Regions from separate parts of the Canis lupus genome. Here region 2 is linked to region 1. The links are chromatin contacts, called in public Hi-C maps. All regions are on one chromosome and are shown on one strand. The core of a region is the stretch at or near the end of the contact, and the rest is flanking DNA. Distances in the headings are between cores, read along the strand shown.

Region 1 (6,273 bases), core at 233-2,732:
GATCGGTTTGATTGAAGGAAACTCACATTTTTCTGGTAGGACTTCTATCTTTATATAGGCTGAGTTAAGATTGAGTTCTAAAAAAAAAAAAAAATTTTGAGTTCTGCAAGGCTGCATGAAGGAAAATGCTGTGGATAAGAAAAAATGCCATTTCAAAACTCCTATTTGCTAAATGAAGTACTATCAACTGGACTACCAAGACTTATTTTCTTTCTTCCTAGGTTAGTCAGTTGATACAAAGCAATGACTTTTATATCTAATATTGTAGCCTCGAACTGCATATACACTATCAGTACCCAGTCGCTGTATTAAATATTTGGTAGGTGGGAGGAGTGGAGGACAGAAATACAAATTTCAAGTAATTGCAAAATTCATTCTTTTAGAACACAGTTCAAAATGCCTGTTTTCAGGGATCCCTGGGTGGCTCAGCGGTTTAGCGTCTCCCTTCAGCCCAGGGCGTGACCCTGGAGTCCCAGGATCGAGTCCCACGTTGGGCTCCCTGCGTGGAGCCTGCTTCTCCATCTGCCTGTGTCTCTGCCTCTCTCTCTCTCTGCGTCCCTCATGAATAAATATAAAATCATTCATGCTAGAATGCCAGAAAAGCATTCTAGTTGTAGGATAAGGTAACAGTGGATACAAATAGATCATTTACGGGCAGAAGTGATTTCTCAATTTGTCTTTGAATCTTCAAGGTTGTATTGTTTTTTTGTTGTTGTTTTGTTTTGTTTTTTCAGTTAATCACCGATTATTCATTCTATGCAACACAAAAATCACTCTTGAAATACTTTCTTCATTTGCTGCCCAGTGAAGCTACACTTCTCATTTCCTCTTACTGGCCGTTCTCAGTCTCCGGCCTCGTCTGGGTGACCTTGAGCAGGGAACTTAATCACCTTGTAACCACACAAGACGTCTCCGCTCCCTACAGGGTCGTTCTTGGATAACGCTCGTGGTTACGAAGTACCACAAAGAGGGCCTCCCTGGGTCTGCGCTTGGGTCAGCCTGAGGCGAACGCACCCACACCTCGGAAGAGACGAGCAGCAGTGAGACCGCTGTGGAGAGGAGCTGGGCAACGCTTCCCACGGCCGCGGCCAGGCGGGCAATCCCGGAGGAGCTCTCCACGCCCTCGCGCAGCTTAGCGTCCGGGGGCTCGAGGACGAGGCAGGCGGCTGGACTCCACAGAAGGAGCCTCCTTCCCGCGGGAAGCGGAACCCTTGACAACGCCCCAGCGACTTCCGGCTTGGCGCGCCTCTCCTTCAGTCCCATAACTGCACTTTCGATTAAAAAAAAAAAAAAAAAAACAGTAAATCTAATATTTCCCTCTGGCACCTCTATAGTTTCTTGATTTTCCACGCTTTATGGCTGGATTCTAAGATAAAGATTAAACTGGGAGGGATTAAAGACAGGCGTGGCTTACGGAGGGGGGAGGAAAAAGGAGTAGATAAACCGGCCTGGCGAAAGTGCAGAGCAGGAGCATCCGGCACTCTCCCCGCCCCAACCGGAAGTTGCAGGACTGAATGGATCTCCGAGCCGGAGGCTGCACCTTCTCAGTCTTTATGTGACGCTTGGCGGCCGCCAGGCTACCAGGTTCATGTGGAGGCTCCCAGGCTCCCGCGCCGCGCTTCGTGGGGTCCGCACGGCGGTGGAGCGGCACACTCGGGCCGAGGCGGCGGCGGCGGCGACGGAGACGGCGGCGGGCGCCATGGAGCGCGCTGTAGTGCGTTGCGTGCCCTCGGAGCCTAAGCTAAGCCTGTCGTTCGCGCTGGCCGACGGCAGCCACAAGAACATGCAGCGCGACCAGAGCGAGCCTCTGGGTCGGGCCCTCAGCCGCATCGCAACCAACGCCCTCAAAGGCCACGCCAAGGCGGCTGCCGCCAAGAAGAGCCGGAAGAACCGGCCAAATGCAAGTGGCGGCGTGGCCTGTGCGGGGCCGGGGCCGGGGCCCGGGCCCGAGCCGGCCGCGGCCTGCGAGCCGGTGGTGAAGCTGTACTACCGGGAGGAGGCAGTGGCGGAGGATGTGCTCAACGTGGACGCCTGGCAGGACGGTGCGGTGCTGCAGATCGGCGATGTCAAGTACAAGGTGGAGCGCAACCCGCCGGCCTTCACCGAGCTGCAGTTGCCACGCTACATCATGGCCGGCTTCCCGGTATGCCCCAAGCTCAGCCTCGAATTTGGGGACCCCGCCAGCTCCCTCTTCCGCTGGTACAAGGAAGCCAAACCCGGAGCGGCAGAGGCTGAGGGCGGGGGCCCCTCGTCATTGTCTCCCTCTTCACCCTCTCCTAGTTGGACGGAGACGGGTGTCAACGAGCGCGTCTACACGCCGTCCAATGCGGACATCGGTCTACGACTCAAGCTTCATTGCACCCCAGGCAATGGGCAGCGCTTGGGGCCAAGCAGGGAGTTGGAAAGCGTGTGTCCCGTGGAGGCTGGGCCTGGCACCTGCACCTTTGACCACCGGCATCTCTACACCAAGAAGGTGACGGACAACTCTCTAATCCGCACGGTCTCGTACAACCTCCTGGCCGACACGTACGCCCAGACTGAGTTTTCGAGGAGCGTCCTGTACCCGTACTGTGCCCCTTATGCTCTGGAGCTCGACTACCGTCAGAACCTTATCCAGAAGGAGCTCACCGGCTACAACGCTGACCTCATCTGTTTGCAAGAGGTTGATCGCAACGTGTTTACGGACAGCTTGGTGCCGGCCCTCGAGGCCTTCGGACTGGAAGGCGTGTTTAGAATCAAGCAGCACGAAGGCCTGGCTACTTTCTACCGAAAAACCAAATTCAGTCTTCTCAGCCAGCATGACATTTCTTTCCATGAAGCCCTGGAGTCCGACCCACTTCACAAAGAACTGCTGGAGAAGCTAGTGGTGTACCCATCTGCGCAGGAGAGAGTGCTCCAGAGATCGTCTGTCCTCCAGGTGAAGTACCTCTGCCATGGTCTTTACAGACCGGTGGGTTTTTAGGGCCCTGAAAGACCCTTCAAATTTTACTGAAGGGTGTTTGCTCTTGTGTCTTCAGCACAAAAGTTAGCTTTCATTCATTCTTTGAGCAAATACTGAGCACTTTTAGTGTTCCAGGCACTCTGCAGATTGCTTTTAACAAGAGACCTTCATGGTGTTTAGTCTATTGGGAGAGACACATGCTGAATACAAGAATATAGTAATAACTAGTAATTTCTTACTACTTGCCAAGCACTGTGCTGACATATTTTAAAGCAGATGGCTAAGTTTACTTATCCACACAAGTGGAGGGCAAGGATTTTTACCCAGTTAATTATATATTTTATCATCACTGACCAGGGTGTTAAGCTGCCTTGGGTTTTTGTTTGTTTATTTTTGTTTTGTTTTAATGAGATCTTTCCATTTGTTTTGTGTTTTTTTAGATTTTTATTTATTTATCCATGAGAGACACAGAGGGGCAGAGACACAGGCAGAAGAGAAGCAGGCTCCATGCAGGGAGCTGGATGTGGGTGCCCATCCCGGGCCTCCAGGATCACGCCCTGGGCTGAAGGCGGTGCTAAACCACTGACCCACCCGGCCTCCTTGGTTTTTATTAAAGATTTTCCTTGTTTGACAGAGCACAAACAAGCAAGGGGAGCAGCAGAGGGAAAGGGAGAAGCAGGCTCCTTGCTGAGTGGAGTCAGAGGGTGGTGGGCTGGATCTCAGGACCCCAGGAGCATGACCTGAGCCAAGGGCAGACACTTAACTGAACCACCCAGGCAATACATAAGCTGCCTTAGGTTTTAAAAACATGTTATTTTTATATTTGTCCAGAGTTTTCAGATAACTGGTTTTGTTCATAGTAAGATTTGAGTAGCTACTTTCTTTTTTTTCTTTTTTTTTTTTTGAGCACCCAGTGTGTTTCATTCACCTGTGTAAGCTCATTTCAGTTGAATCAATACAACAGTCCCCCTTGAGGTGGATGATAGTGCCTTTAACCAGTGACCAAGCTGACTTAAGGAAGAAAGTCTCTCTCCATGTGACACTGCTGTAAATAGGTATTCCATCTAGGTGGGTCTAGCTCCAAAGCTGTATATATTGGACAGTTATTTAAACATGGTATGCTGAATCCTATATTCATGTGCATCCTAAAACTTCTTGCAAAAGTTAAATTTCATAATTGTGATCATACTTTCCAGTCAGGGTAGGTTATGAAATGTTGGTTCATCATATAGGCTTAGATTTTTTAAAAATATTCAGGAGATTGACAGTTAACAACTGAATTCTTGGCACTTTGCTTATTTTAGGTTTCTGTTCTTCAGTCTACAAAGGACTCTTCTAAAAGGCTATGTGTTGCTAATACCCATCTCTACTGGCATCCAAAAGGTAGGTTTTAGTGGTTTTCACAAGTGACGTAAAAAACATGGGTAACTTAAGGTCAATAAGGTTGTTTACTCACATCTTTTTTCAGTTTTTTTTTTTTTGAGGTATAATTAATTGTACCTCATTGGGTGACAATTGTCATAACTGCATCCTATAGGTTTAAATATAGGTACAGCATAATGATTTACATATATTGCAAAATGATTGCCATAAGTTTAGTTAAATATCCATCACCTCATAGAGCCAAAAAAAATAACTTTTTCCTTGTGATAACTTTTTTTTCTTAAAAGATTTTATTTATTCATGTGAGACAGAGAGGCAGAGACACAGGCAGAGGGAGAAGCAGGCTCCATGCAGGAAGCCCAGTATGGGACTCGATCCTGGCACTCCAGGATCAAGCCCTGAGGCGAAGGCAGCCGCTGAACCACTGAGCCACCCAGCCATCCCCCTTGTTATAACTTAATATCTACTCTTTTAGCGACTTATAGATATGCTATATATCATGGTAACTGGTCATTTAAAAGTTCTTAACATTAGTGTTTTCTGTATTCACAGGTGGGTACATTCGTCTCATTCAAATGGCAGTAGCCTTGGCTCACATTCGACATGTCTCATGTGACCTGTATCCTGGCATACCAGTTATATTTTGTGGAGACTTTAATAGCACCCCATCGACAGGAATGTATCATTTTGTTGTCAATGGCAGCATTCCAGAGGATCACGAAGACTGGGCTTCCAATGGGGAGGAGGAACGGTGCAATATGTCCCTTTCCCATTTCTTCAAACTGAAAAGTGCTTGTGGGGAACCTGCTTACACAAATTATGTTGGTGGTTTTCATGGATGCCTGGATTACATTTTCATTGACTTAAATGCTCTAGAAGTGGAACAGGTGATTCCGTTACCTAGTCATGAAGAAGTTACCACCCATCAGGCCTTACCTAGTGTTTCCCACCCCTCTGATCACATAGCACTTGTATGTGATTTAAAATGGAAATAGATTTGTTTAATGTAATGTAATTTAAGTCTGCTTTAATAGGAATTTAATATGAATCAAAACTATGTGTAACCTTCAAAGAGGAAAACTAGACCGACACCAAGGCAAAATGTTATTCTAGTTCCAGTGTCTTCATTACACGACTGTTGATAATATTTGCAGTTTTTCCACTTTTCCTTTTTTTCCTGTGTTTGAAGGAAAAACAAATATATTTATAATTCCCAGGAAGAACATTGAATTATGTACATTTTTATAAGTACCTTTTTTTTTTAGCTAGGAATTCAGAATTTTGTAAAAATTTGAATGATCCTTTAATTTTTCTATCATAACATTTCGAATCAAATCATGTTTATATAATTAGGGGGAAATGCATACAGGTTAAAGTGAGAAGCCAGTGTCTAACACATTGAAAGGAGTAACATTAGAGTCTACCTCTACCTCAACTTGGTTAGCAATTTAATGCAACTTTAGAGCTTTAACAATTAAAATATGCCATCACCAATTGTTACTGCTTCTCATCTTTACTTTTTCATAAGCCATTTTCATTGTTATTTTTAGGATTTTACTCTTTAGTGTATGGTACAAATGGACATTTGTATTCTTTAACTGTAGCTCATTTGAACTTTTAGGATGGAAGCACAATTTAGTATTCAAAGTAAATAGCAACATAATCAACTTGATCCCATTTTCTTTAATCTTGCCCATGAAAAATGTTCATAAATCAATAGGGTATTTGACTATATGATATTCCAGAGGACAGCATAATAGATTACTTTATGTGAAACTGCCTACTGATGGGGCTTGACATTTTGGGTGAACCACTGAGCATTTCTATGTTGGAAGTATTTTTGAAATTGTTGGTTTTTATAAAAAGGAGAAAGTTGTGGGGCTTTTGAGCATTTCTGAAATAAACTTTTTCATAGACTTGAGCATTATAATTTGGGTTATAGGAAAATA
Region 2 (5,654 bases), core at 560-3,059, 270 kb before region 1:
CTCTTCCTGAGGGTGAGTAGTTGATAAACAATATAAGGGGAAAACCCTTATTTAAAGCTTATGACACGAAGGATAATTCTGTGAAACAATGCTGCAATCTACTTGGTAAAACTTTTAAAACTAGATTTTATCTTTTAAGAGATCATGGGAAAAATCTAGCATTTCAGTTTAAAATCCATAACTTCCGTTCCTGTTCCCATATTTGGGTTTGTTCTGCTATATCTGGATCTATTCCAGTGTGTCTGTGGAACCAGACAACTAATAATCTTTACTCAGCATTTCTTTCTTTCTTTTCTTTTTAAAGACTTTATTTATTCATGAGAGACACAGAGACCCAGGCAGAGGGAGGAGAAGCAGCCTCCACGCAGGAGCCTGATGTGGGACTTGATCGGGAACTCTGGGATCACGTCCTCAGCTGAAGGCAGACGCTCAACCGCTGAGCCACCCAGGCGTCCTTTTACTCAGCATTTCTTATGGAATGGATTGATTGGATTAATGGCTAGAGTTTTATTTATTTTGAAGATTTTGGACTTTTTTTTTTTTTTTTTAAATCTCTACACCCAATGTGGGACTCAAACCCACAGCCCTGATATTGGGAATTGCATGCTTTAGGAACAGAGCCAGCCAGGTGTTCCTAACGGCTAGAATTTTACAAGACACTTATGATTTTGCCATTTTCTTTGCATACTGATGAAAACTTCTTGTGACTCTACAGAGAAATGCATGAGGCAGTTGTGAGGTTGGGGAAGAAGGACAAAGAACCAGGAATTCTAACCCAGACCAGGTGTTGGAATCAGAGCTTCACTCTTCTTTACTGTAAAATTAGAGGCTGAAGAAGCTATTGAAAACTTCTTCCACAACTTTTTGATCTAACAGATATGCCTGTCAGCTACCCACATAATTAACCAGTGTGTGCTAAACTTTAAAAGATGTTTTCTGGGCAGCCCGGGTGGCTCAGCGCTTTAGCGCCTGCCTTCGGCCCAGGGCGTGATCCTGGAGACCCAGGATGGGGCCTGCTTCTCCCTCTGCCTGTGTCTCTGCCAATCTGTCTCTCTCTCTCTCTCTGTGTGTGTCTTTCATGAATGGATGAATAAAATTTAAAAAAAATCGATTTAAAAAATAATTTAAAAAAAAGATGTTTTTGTTTGTGATTTATAACAACTACTGAAGTCTGAATTGAGGCACCGTAGCCCTTCCAGGCCAGGTAAGAATCGATGAATCGATAATAAAGTCTCATGTTTTTAACTGAATATACTGATATCCAAGTGCCCAGAAAAATAACTGCGGGTCTACCGTCCATACATTTACTGGGAAGCCTGCTAGTGACCCAGCTTGGGATCCCACAGCCGGCTGAGCGGGCCAGCACCCTGTCGCCGGGAGGGTGGGGGTGGGGAGCAGACTGGACGCTGCGGGCAGGGTTGCGAAGGTTGTAACTGGAGCAAGAAAGGCCCCCGGCAGTAGGGCCTCTTCCGTGGTCTCTGATGAAATGTTGCAGGAGGAGTAAAGACACCCCAAACTCCCCGGGGTGGTGGTCCTCAGACGAGGCTCTGGTTCGCTGAAAGGCGAGAGACGGTCCCCCACAATTTGCATCAACAGGCGCGCGCAGGGCGGACGGTCGCAGCGAGCAGTCAGCGCCACCCGCGAGGCCGCCGCTCACCACAGCACCCAGAGCCGCGAAGGAACCTCCGGGCTAGCCCCGCCGCGCTGACGGGCGTCGCTGCGAGCCAATGGGCGCGCCGGGAGGCGGGGCAGGGCGGCCGAGGGGGCGGGATTTCCCGCGCGGCCGCTCGGCGCCTGGCGAGAGCGGCGCGGGCGGCGACGGCGGCCGCGCCTGCGAGAGAGGGCGGGTCGGGGTCAGCTGCTGCAGGCGGGCGGGCGCGGCGAGCTGTGGGCGGCTGCCGTGTCTCCTCCTGCCGCCGCCCTCCCTCCGCCACGATGCCGGGAATCGACAAGCTGCCCATCGAGGAGACGCTGGAGGACAGCCCGCAGGTGAGGCGCGGGCGGCGGCGGGAGGCGAGGGAAAGAGCAGGGCGGGCCGACCCCAGGCCTGGCGCCGCGGCGGCCGCAGGTGCCCGCCCCGGCCCAGGTGGGCGCCGCCGTCCAGTGCCCCCGCCCGTCGCGGGCCGCGCCCCGGGTCGCCGCGGCCCGGCCGCCAGCCCGAGGCCCGCGTGGGCCTGCGCCGCTGGGCCGAGAGAGCCACCCGCGAGGTCTGGGACGTCGGCGGGCGGCGGCCGAAGCTCCGCCGCCCGCGCTCGTGGGCCCGGCGGTCACGTACGTTCGCGGGGGCTCCCTCGTATTTGACGAAAGGTGCGTTTTCATCGCCGTCATCTAAGGTCGTAAATTCCAATCCTGGGATCTCTTCGGAGGAAATGCAGAAGGAGGAAAAAAATAAAAAAATAAAACAGCACCCCCTCACCCCCTCACCCCCTCACCCCCCGTAGACTTATCCCACGACCCCTGAGCAAGCCCTTGGGGAAGGAAATGGATAGTGTTCCCTCCGGAGTTGCAGGAACGCTGCTGATTTACCCGCCTGGAGAGTCCTCGGCGAAGCCCGTCCTGTGCCTCGGAGCCTCCCCGCGGACTGTGTCCCGCGTCGTGGCCGCGGCTGTGGCCGCTGTCACTCGAGCTGTGCACGGCCGGTGACGGACGGACGGCGCCTTCGCGGCGGCACGACCAACTGCTGCGCGGAACGGTGCAGACTTGGCCCTTAATAAACTCATCAAAATAAAAGCCCCGTGTTTTGTGCTCGGGAGCGGGTGGGAGGGGTAATGCTAATGCGGTTGCTGGAGCCCCGAGACGGTCCAGGGAAACCTAGCAATTTGTTAACGTGTTCGATATTGAAGAACGAGATGAATTACATTTAAAATTACATGTTGGTAGGGCGCTGTAACTTGCATCGGGAGACCTCATCCTCAAAGCCTGTCTCCTACACAAGTGATTTAAGCGATTTAGGACCGTGTTGCTGGTTGGCCACCTCTGAAATGGTGCGCATTCAGAACTACCATTGCATACATTTCACGCGTGTCTTGACGGTTTAATATGGCCCCAAAAGATGAGGAAGTAGGGGCTAGGTCCCCCTGGCCTGTGTGACACGTCTGCTGTGACTTTGTGCCAATTTTAATTGCCAAGTGGAAGTCGGGCTCTGATTGTGGAATTGATTTTTTTTTTTTCCCCATGCCGAAAGTTATCTTCACAGGCCAGTTGTTTGCTGGTAATGTACTCTTATCAGCCTAAACTGACACAGAGAGAAACCCGCATCTTGGTTTATCTTGACTGCCAGAATAGCTAGTTCAAATTCTTTTTTTTTTTTTTTTTTTTTTTTGCTAGTTCAAATTCTTATTGATATCTGAAGTATAAAGTTAGGAGATGTATTTGTTTCAGATGTTTTGTAAAGGTTTTGTGGTACGAGTTGGTCAGGTGCACTTTGTCATCTTTTATTATGTAAGGCTCAACAGGTTGCTGTACCTTTTCTTACCTGGCCTGGTTTTTATAGCCCATAAATCTTACACGCAGGCCACAATGGGTGCCCTTGCCACGACTTGTGAGGAGGATAAAATGTGACTCATCTAATTTCTCGAACTTTTCACACAGTTTACAAATTGAGCATTCTTTTTTTTTTAAATTAAGTATGTGCCATATTAGTATCAGTTTTATAGTAATTTTTTAATGAAATAGCTGCCTTGATACTCTTTCAGTTTCTTTAAGTGATAACTTGAACTAGGTACTTTGGAAAATTAGGATAAATGGGATTTAGAAAGGGAAGACGTGGGACAGGTGGGTGGTTCAGTGGTTGAGTGTCTGCCTTTGGCTCAGGGCAGATCCCGGAGTGCCGGGATTTGAGTCCTGCATCTGGCTTATTGCATGGAGCCTACTTATCCCTCTGTCTCTCTCTGTGTGTCTCTCATGAATAAATAAATAAAATATTTTAAATTAAAAAAAAAAAAAAAAAGGGAAGATGCCTGGAAGTAATACTTAGGGAAAACTTATGGTACGATGGAAAGCCCTAGATTCTGGGATTCAGGATATAAGGGTTTTAGTCTTCACTGTGACTTCACTTTAGGGCAAGTCACTCAACTTCTCAAAATCTTAGCTGTTATAGTGAATGTTTTTATTTTTGTACCTGATTATAAAAGACATAGTCATGAAAGAAAGAAAAATTGGAAGGTACAGGAAACAGTTACCTGTCCTGCACCCAGCAGCAAACCCTGTTAACTGTGTTTCCTCATTTGCTTTTATATATTTTAATGTAATTGAAGTTATATTGTGCATAACAATTTTTAATCTGCTTTAACTTAACAATGTAGTGTTAAGCATGTTCACGTATTAAATTCTGAATAAAAAAATTTAAAGGCTGCATGTTTTTTCATGTGACTTAACAGCTGTCCTACTGTTGGACTTAAAGTTTTTCATAAGTTTTGTTTTTACATATAGGACTGAGGTTAATGCTTTGGGGCATAAATTTTTGTCCTCATTTGGAATATTTATTTAGGATAGAGTCCAGGAAGTTGAGTAGCAAAGCGTATGAAAACTTTTAAAGTTCCTGGTATAGAGAAGTTTTTATTTAGATCATTAGATCCTAACCAGAAGTGGTCTGCCAGTGCTGAGAAAAAAAAGGTAGAGCCTGGGGTCATGAAAGACTATCCTAAGTTGCGGTTATCCATTTTTAGTTTTGATTTATAGTAACTAGGTATTAAAATAGATGGCAGTTTGCAAGTTCAAATCCAGTTGATTGGACATAAACATCTTTAGAATTATCTCCCATTCTGTAAAAGCTTATGTTATTTATTGAAACAGAAAATCTTTAAGGCTACGCTAGATGTCTTGTTCATACTTAAGTATTGTTTTGGAGATCTGGAGCAAAATGAAACTTTCTAGTTAAGAACAGATACGATCTTTTAAAAATAATTGATTTTATGTGTAGATAAATATCAGTAATTGAACAATGCTAGAACTATGAAGATGAAACTAGTTCCAACTGAGGACTTCCTTCTTTGATGTAATATGGAATGTTCTCAGATTATGAAACATACGTTTTCTTTTTTTCCACATTTTAGCATGTCTGATAGTGAGATATGTGCCCCTTACAGTTGATAATATTTTATTTGATTGGGTTGCAAATGTGTGCTCATGGTTGTTTGTCCTAGTGGTATGACTGGTCAAGTGCAGCCTTTCAGCATTCGACCAACTCAGTTTAACAACCACTTGAATTACCTTGAGTCCTGTTTGTTGTCTGAAAATACTCCTTTGACGCCTGCTGGAATGAAGCAAGTACCACCATCACCATTTGTTGAGTGGGTATCGGTGGTTTGGAAGAAAATATTGGGGACTAAAGTGGAGCACTTATAAGAAACATTTGTCACCCCCCATGGCACAGAACAATACTGGATGAGAAAACAAGGATATTGATGATTCTTCTGTCAAAAAGTGACTCACAGGAATTGACCTCTGAAGAAATGTTAGGAGTATATTAAATTTATGCTGTTTGTGTTCATATGAGTTGTATATAAAATTCTGTCTAAAGGCCCATTTCCACAAATATAAAGTAAAAATTGCAAGACCTAAATCATATCTTAATTGCTGGCATTGTTTTGTTTTAGAAGTATTTAAAAATGGTGCAGGGAGTGCCTGGGTGGCTCAGTTGGTTAAGCATCTGA

Evidence for each region. A called contact is a pair of places that touch in the nucleus more often than the background predicts.
Region 2: a Hi-C map of blood shows a contact between it and region 1, with 2.0 times the contacts expected there. The contact joins the promoter of APPL1 here to the promoter of PDE12 in region 1.

What each region holds. Positions count from the first base shown.
Region 1 is chr20:33,143,587-33,149,859 of UU_Cfam_GSD_1.0, reverse strand. PDE12 (2',5'-phosphodiesterase 12) reads left to right here and starts at 1,482. Exons shown (of 3, transcript XM_038566104.1): 1 at 1,482-2,917; 2 at 4,246-4,324; 3 at 4,877-6,273. The coding sequence starts at 1,589. The coding sequence ends at 5,319.
Region 2 is chr20:33,414,222-33,419,875 of UU_Cfam_GSD_1.0, reverse strand. APPL1 (DCC-interacting protein 13-alpha) reads left to right here and starts at 1,809. Exons shown (of 23, transcript XM_038566106.1): 1 at 1,809-1,989. The coding sequence starts at 1,936. LOC111091307 (a long non-coding RNA gene) reads right to left here and starts at 2,706. Exons shown (of 3, transcript XR_005374876.1): 1 at 2,527-2,706; 2 at 2,276-2,358.